Regions from separate parts of the Mus musculus genome. Here region 1 is linked to region 2. A link is a contact called in public Hi-C data. All regions are on one chromosome and are shown on one strand. Each heading gives the region's core, a stretch centred on a gene start, on an enhancer-like site or on the middle of the called end of the contact. The rest is flanking DNA. Distances are from core to core; before and after follow the strand shown. Region 1 overlaps Ptprm (protein tyrosine phosphatase, receptor type, M). Region 2 overlaps Ptprm (protein tyrosine phosphatase, receptor type, M).

The links. Hi-C and Micro-C count contacts between places; a contact is called where the count stands out from the background.
Region 1: a Hi-C map of cerebellum shows a contact between it and region 2, with 1.6 times the contacts expected there. The contact joins two enhancer-like sites. A contact is called at or near these places in 6 of 484 Hi-C or Micro-C datasets (cerebellar granule neurons, cerebellum, cortical neurons and 2 more), 1 of 115 datasets of contacts at active chromatin or transcription factors (astrocytes) and 1 of 9 other capture datasets (embryonic stem cells).

What each region holds. Positions count from the first base shown.
Region 1 is chr17:67,070,137-67,072,836 of GRCm38.p6, forward strand. The region is part of intron 4 of Ptprm (protein tyrosine phosphatase, receptor type, M); the gene reads right to left. Among named protein-coding and RNA genes, the nearest start is that of Mir5709, 45 kb to the left of the region's middle. Within about 2 kb of position 1,310, at least 25 of the 459 cell types and tissues checked have an H3K27ac peak or open chromatin away from gene starts, as enhancers often do. A contact at or near this core is called in cerebellum and neural progenitor cells, where this site is marked.
Region 2 is chr17:66,686,074-66,688,773 of GRCm38.p6, forward strand. It overlaps Ptprm (protein tyrosine phosphatase, receptor type, M), which reads right to left. Exons shown (of 31, transcript NM_008984.2): 27 at 2,178-2,309. Among named protein-coding and RNA genes, the nearest start is that of 1700016K05Rik, 27 kb to the right of the region's middle. Within about 2 kb of position 1,263, at least 24 of the 459 cell types and tissues checked have an H3K27ac peak or open chromatin away from gene starts, as enhancers often do. A contact at or near this core is called in cerebellum and neural progenitor cells, where this site is marked.

The DNA of each region.
Region 1 (2,700 bases), core at 60-2,559, 380 kb after region 2:
TAATCCATGAAATAGTACAGATGGTTCAGGCTGCCAGAGGTTATGGGGTGGCATCTGGCTAGTTAAGCAAAAGCTATAGCTCAAGTGGGAACCAGGTGAAGTCATAACTTCAAAGGAAAGATAACAGTTCTGGATGCAGGAAAGAAACTCATCCACCAGGATGGTGAGGACCAAAGGTGGTGACATTCCACTTCCAAGGTCAGCTTCCTACAGTAAGTCTCTGCTTTTGTTGTAAGCTTGGTTTTCAATAGATACCAAGGGGAGATAATGTCCCCGAGTTTCAGAAGGTCCCCTACCCTCTAGGTCCTGAACCGAGAACCATTTTCAGTGGGCAAGTGGCTTCAGGTGGATCCCACACTGTGGTTCCTATTTTGATGTGGCATGTTCAGACACCAGCACCTCTAAATAAAGGGAAAGACCTTATCCAGAAGTCTTTGTGGAACGTTTTCTTTGTATAATATCGATCTTATCTTTTTCAAACACTTGTTTAAAGGAGTGGGGTGGAGATTTTAAAAGATGATTCAGGTCAGGCATTCTGTGTACTGAGCCCTCAAAAAAAAACAAAATAAAACAAAATAAAACAAAACAAAACAAAACAAAAAACTGTACCATTTAAAATAACTGACCTATCCTTGGAAAGTGGGAAAGGGCTCAAGAAAAAAAAAAGTCTCTCTGGCCAGCAAAGTTTAGAACTCACGCTGAGCGGGAAGGCCCGGCTTTGCCAAACTCATTGGAATTTCAGGCACAGCACCTTCAGAGTGGAAATTCTTACCCATCTCATATTCAAAAAGAAACACTTCCCCCCCTCTCTAAATTTATAGGCCCATTTATTTTCCGTGTCCCTTTCAAAATGTTCCACCAGATCCTTGTGAAATCTGTAGGAGCTACAAACTCTGTCTTCCATGAATAACAAGCAGGCTAAGTTCAGGTTTTGCCTTTCCCTCCTTCCTGCTACATCCCCATTGCTTTGTACGGAGAGCAAAGTTCTCAAATATTAATTGATCCCCAATCAGCCTTTGATCCCAAAGGCATGGGTTCTCATTGACCAAGACACAAATCCCCTCTGGATGTCTCATTCCTATTGATTCTTCAAAGCCTGCATCAACATCCCAGCCACAGACCCAGAAAGGAGTAATTGGCAAGATCAAAGTGCCAACTGAAGGGGGGCAGAAGAGGAGAAAGCCCCAGCCCTCTTATTTACACTTACATCTTAATGTGATGGCAAAGGCTGAAGTGAACTAGACATGTGCCCAGTGTGCCCGACAGCCAGAATAACCCGAGAGCGGGCCTCTCTCCTGGCTGTCATCACAATCAAGGAGGCACTGCCAACAGAGCAGCCAGGACTGCCCAGTAAACACTGGCAAAGGCCGTACTTGGCAAGCATGCTCTGAATTTTAAAATGGTCACAAATGAACTCCCCAGAATCTAAGAAATGCATCGGTTTAATTATTTGGATTTACTGTTTCCCAGTAAATAATTCAAGAGTGGTTATCAAAATGGATACTTAATCATAATAATGTAGGTTAAGGATCTCTTCTTTGAAATGCTGAGACCAAAGTGTTTTCAGATTTCGAATAGTCAGATTTTTAGTGTTTGCACACATGCAAGCGGCACCTTGGAGATGGGGTTGAAGTGTGAGTATGAAATTCATTTGTATTTCATATACACCTTATGTTCACAGACTAGAGGTAGGCTTATGCAATACTGTCAGTGTCTATGTGTTTTGACTATAATCTATCACACAACTTCAGCTGCAGTGGGGATGAACACATAACATTTGGAGGGCATGCAAATTACATCTCAATAAGTCTGTTGAGATAGTTATTGTTTATAATACATAAACATATGCAAGGTGATAATGGCAATGCCCAAAGAGATCTGGCTGGTGCACACGCCCATCAAGTTGGCACTGGGAGTCCTGAAGTCTAAGAATGGTGAGTTCAAGGACAGCCTAATCCATACAGTGAGAACTGGCCACACCGAGTGAGGTCCAGCATGATACTAGCAGATGCGCTGCTCACAATGTTTTTGAACAGAGAAGGCATCCACGGAAACGATGACATGCTCAGGTTTTCCTGCTGGGATACCTGACCCAAATTCAAGATGTATTTTTAGTGTGCAGACCAAAATCAAGAATTATCTATGTCTATTAGAAGGGGCCTCAAGCTGACAGCTGCTTGACTTCATACAATCATTTCTACCTTCCAGGCTGATCCTGCATCCTTCTATCCCTACATTAGCATCAATTTTTATGAGCAACTGCATCCATCTATGGAGAACAACTACCGTTGAGAAACTGCTGTAACTATGTAACGGCGGCTCATAAACCCATGTGAGTCCAAGCAGGAGCACTCAGAGTGAAGTCAGCAAGACTCAGCAACTCTATCCCTGTGGAAAACTTCGTTTACATGTGGGGAATTTACACTCATTTGAGAATCTACATTTAACAACCATCAAAATTTCAAAAAAAACAATTGATTATTATTTAGCAACCTTGATGAGAGATCGCTTTACCTGTAAAGCTTTCCAATTTTAATATCAAACCAAAGGACGTTGTCCTTAGTACTTTTATTTGCATGTTTTCCCCCATAAACTTACAGACTCTGGGAAGAAATAACAACTGAAGAGCTATCATCAAAGCCAATTACGGCTTATATTCCACAGGGCTACTGCGACATCCGTCACCTCAGCCACCAGCCT
Region 2 (2,700 bases), core at 13-2,512:
TCCGGATAACTGGCAAATGCTGGGTGTATCAACACATTCTGTTAAAGCTAATTGATGTTCCATTAAAAAGAGGATTCATGGGAGGGTCAGATTTCTCTTTTGATGACGTTGACTTTTGAAATGACCTAAATTGTCACTGTCACGTGGTAAAATGTGATTTATATATTCAAGATCACAAGATAAATTCTCGGTTAACAGTGAAAAATATCCTCTTTTTTCTCCCTCTTTATCCATGATAAATCTTTAATCCTTGTTAAAGATTAAGAGGGTAAGTAGGGTAGCCGAGACTATTCTTTACATTAGCTACGCCTGCTGGATTTAGAAATTACATTTATTTATTTATTTATTTATTTTTGAATAATGCTTCCATGGGATTTTTTTTCTTCCTCACCAGCATTTCCTAGCGACAGGTTATTAAACTTGCCTTGTCAAACAATGGTATGTAGATGTTTATTTCCCTTTTGATTCCCAAGGGTGCCCACTGTTCACACAGGCATGATGACCAAGAGCTGAGATGGCAGTAAAAGCCATAACAAACACTTTTAAACTGTTCTGCCCATTCCTCAGTGGACAGAGCAGGCTTTGCTCTCTGTTGATATTTTTCCCAGTTCAAGCAACTGATCAAATGCTTGTCATTTACACTGCAGAAATATGAATGGCCCGGGCTGGCATCTAGCTCTTGGCACACTGTGTCCTACATTCTGCCTGAGGAAACCATGTAGAAAATGGCTTAAATGGTGCATAACACATCCATGAGCTGGTCCGATAAATACTTAAAACAGTCGAGTGGGAGCTTCGGACGCTTATGACGCTCCGGAGTTCCAGCTTCCAGTTTAGCGTTTGCTAAAAGACAAGAGTCCCAGAAGCCTTTCTAGCCCCGCTCTGGAAATCAGCTCTATCTGCTGAATAGAATTGGGAGTCTCTTTGTCTCTCCGTCTGCCAGTCAGCTAAGACTTGGTTTGAGTCCAGACGGTTTGCTTTAGAATTTGGCTTTGGCATTCAGACACGGATGCTCAGGGAGCACCCCGGAGTCCGTGACATCTTGGTCACCCGTAGTTTATCCATATGCACGTCCCATCAGGAACGGGGTACACTTCTCCTAGCCTGTGTCTGGCTCTTAGATTGGTGAAACCTGACTGTGGCCTAGAACTTAGAATGACAGGTTTGGTTCCATTTGAAACTGGCGGGGCTTTCACAGACAGTGACAATCTGTTCTGCGAGTGGGGAGGAGGGAGGAAGAATTCTAAAACGTTGACACGAAGCCAAAAGGAGTGGAGAAGAACAAGGGCTGTCATTATTATTTCATCAGCTAGCTTTCAAGTGAGAGCCTCAGTCACATAATACGGTGCCTTCAATGTAATTAAAAACCCTAGCCGCATACGGAGCATTAGCAGCATCAGGCCACGTTTTGGGAAGGAGACATCTTGTCCTGTTTACATGCTGAAATACTCCAGGAGCCTCCACCAGCACCCCTGCCCTATCTAAAACAGCAGTTTCTCTACTGGATAGAAAAACGAATTTGGTGTTCAAATAAGTTCACTCTTAATATGCACTAAGCTTGAGGTTTCCCTAAGGCCCTCTGTCATGGCAGCGAAGCCTGTGCTGAGAATCGATTCTGCTCCCAAAGGGCCTTGGGACTCTCCTGACCCCTCCAAGAAAATTCTGTCACCCAGCTCAGTAGTGTGGCTTTCTGCCTCCTCCTCACTGTGGGAGGGGCCACCTGAGAACCTCCCTGAGCTGCTGAGTTTACATCCAGTTCCCAGGGTTGCTTCTTTTATGATTGCTGCCGGTCTTTAAACCTTCACTATCTGGCCACCATGTTGCCTCCCTCTTGCAGGCCCCAGCTGAGCACTTCCAAGAAGCACAGGTGCCTAAAAACATGAGATCCAGGCCTGTCCCATCTCCGCTGGTTGGCTCGCTCTTTTTAGCTGTGCAATGTGTGGTCCCCATCTGTGCCCCTGTCTTTCTTCTTCCAGTATCCTATGCTTTCAGTCTGTCTGCTTGCTTCTCACCGACTGTCTTCTACAGCTCTAATGCTTATTTGTAAACCCTTGTGTTTCCAAATCTTTGCCGGGCCATGGGCACGGGCCGTGGGGCTTGCACATCTTATACAAACAAAGCACAAGCAGACTTGACTCTCTGACTTGAGGTCTGCCTGAAGGAGTCCCTGGACTCACCTGGGCAGGATCCACATCGTTCAGCATAACTACGGATGTGCAGTGGTAATCCAAGACCAGTCGCCAGAAGTCTTTGACGGTGTTTGGCAAAGGATGCTGGGTGACTATAAATGCTGAAGGCTGTTTATAGCTCTGCAGACACGAAGAGAAAGATCCAGATATAAACAGCACAACGTGAGGGGAGGCAGTGGAGATATTTTGTGCATGTGGAGATGTGCGGCAAAACGCATCCGATGTGTTTAGTACTTGTTTGGCTCTATCATCCTTGTCAACTCCAAAATGGACTAAAAATAAACTTTTCTGTGAAACTATGATGAATCATTCTCACTTTGATATCATGGGAACTTCACATTTATTTCTTACCATTTTGTTTTATACTTCTGACGGGCAATGTATTGGCTCTCTCTATTAATAATTTTAGGGGAGGGTGTTTCACTTTACTTTAAAAACTAAGTACCATGAAAACAGTTCTTTCTCAAACTTGCTGGTTTGTTGTTTATCTGGGCGACTCGGTTGCTTATTC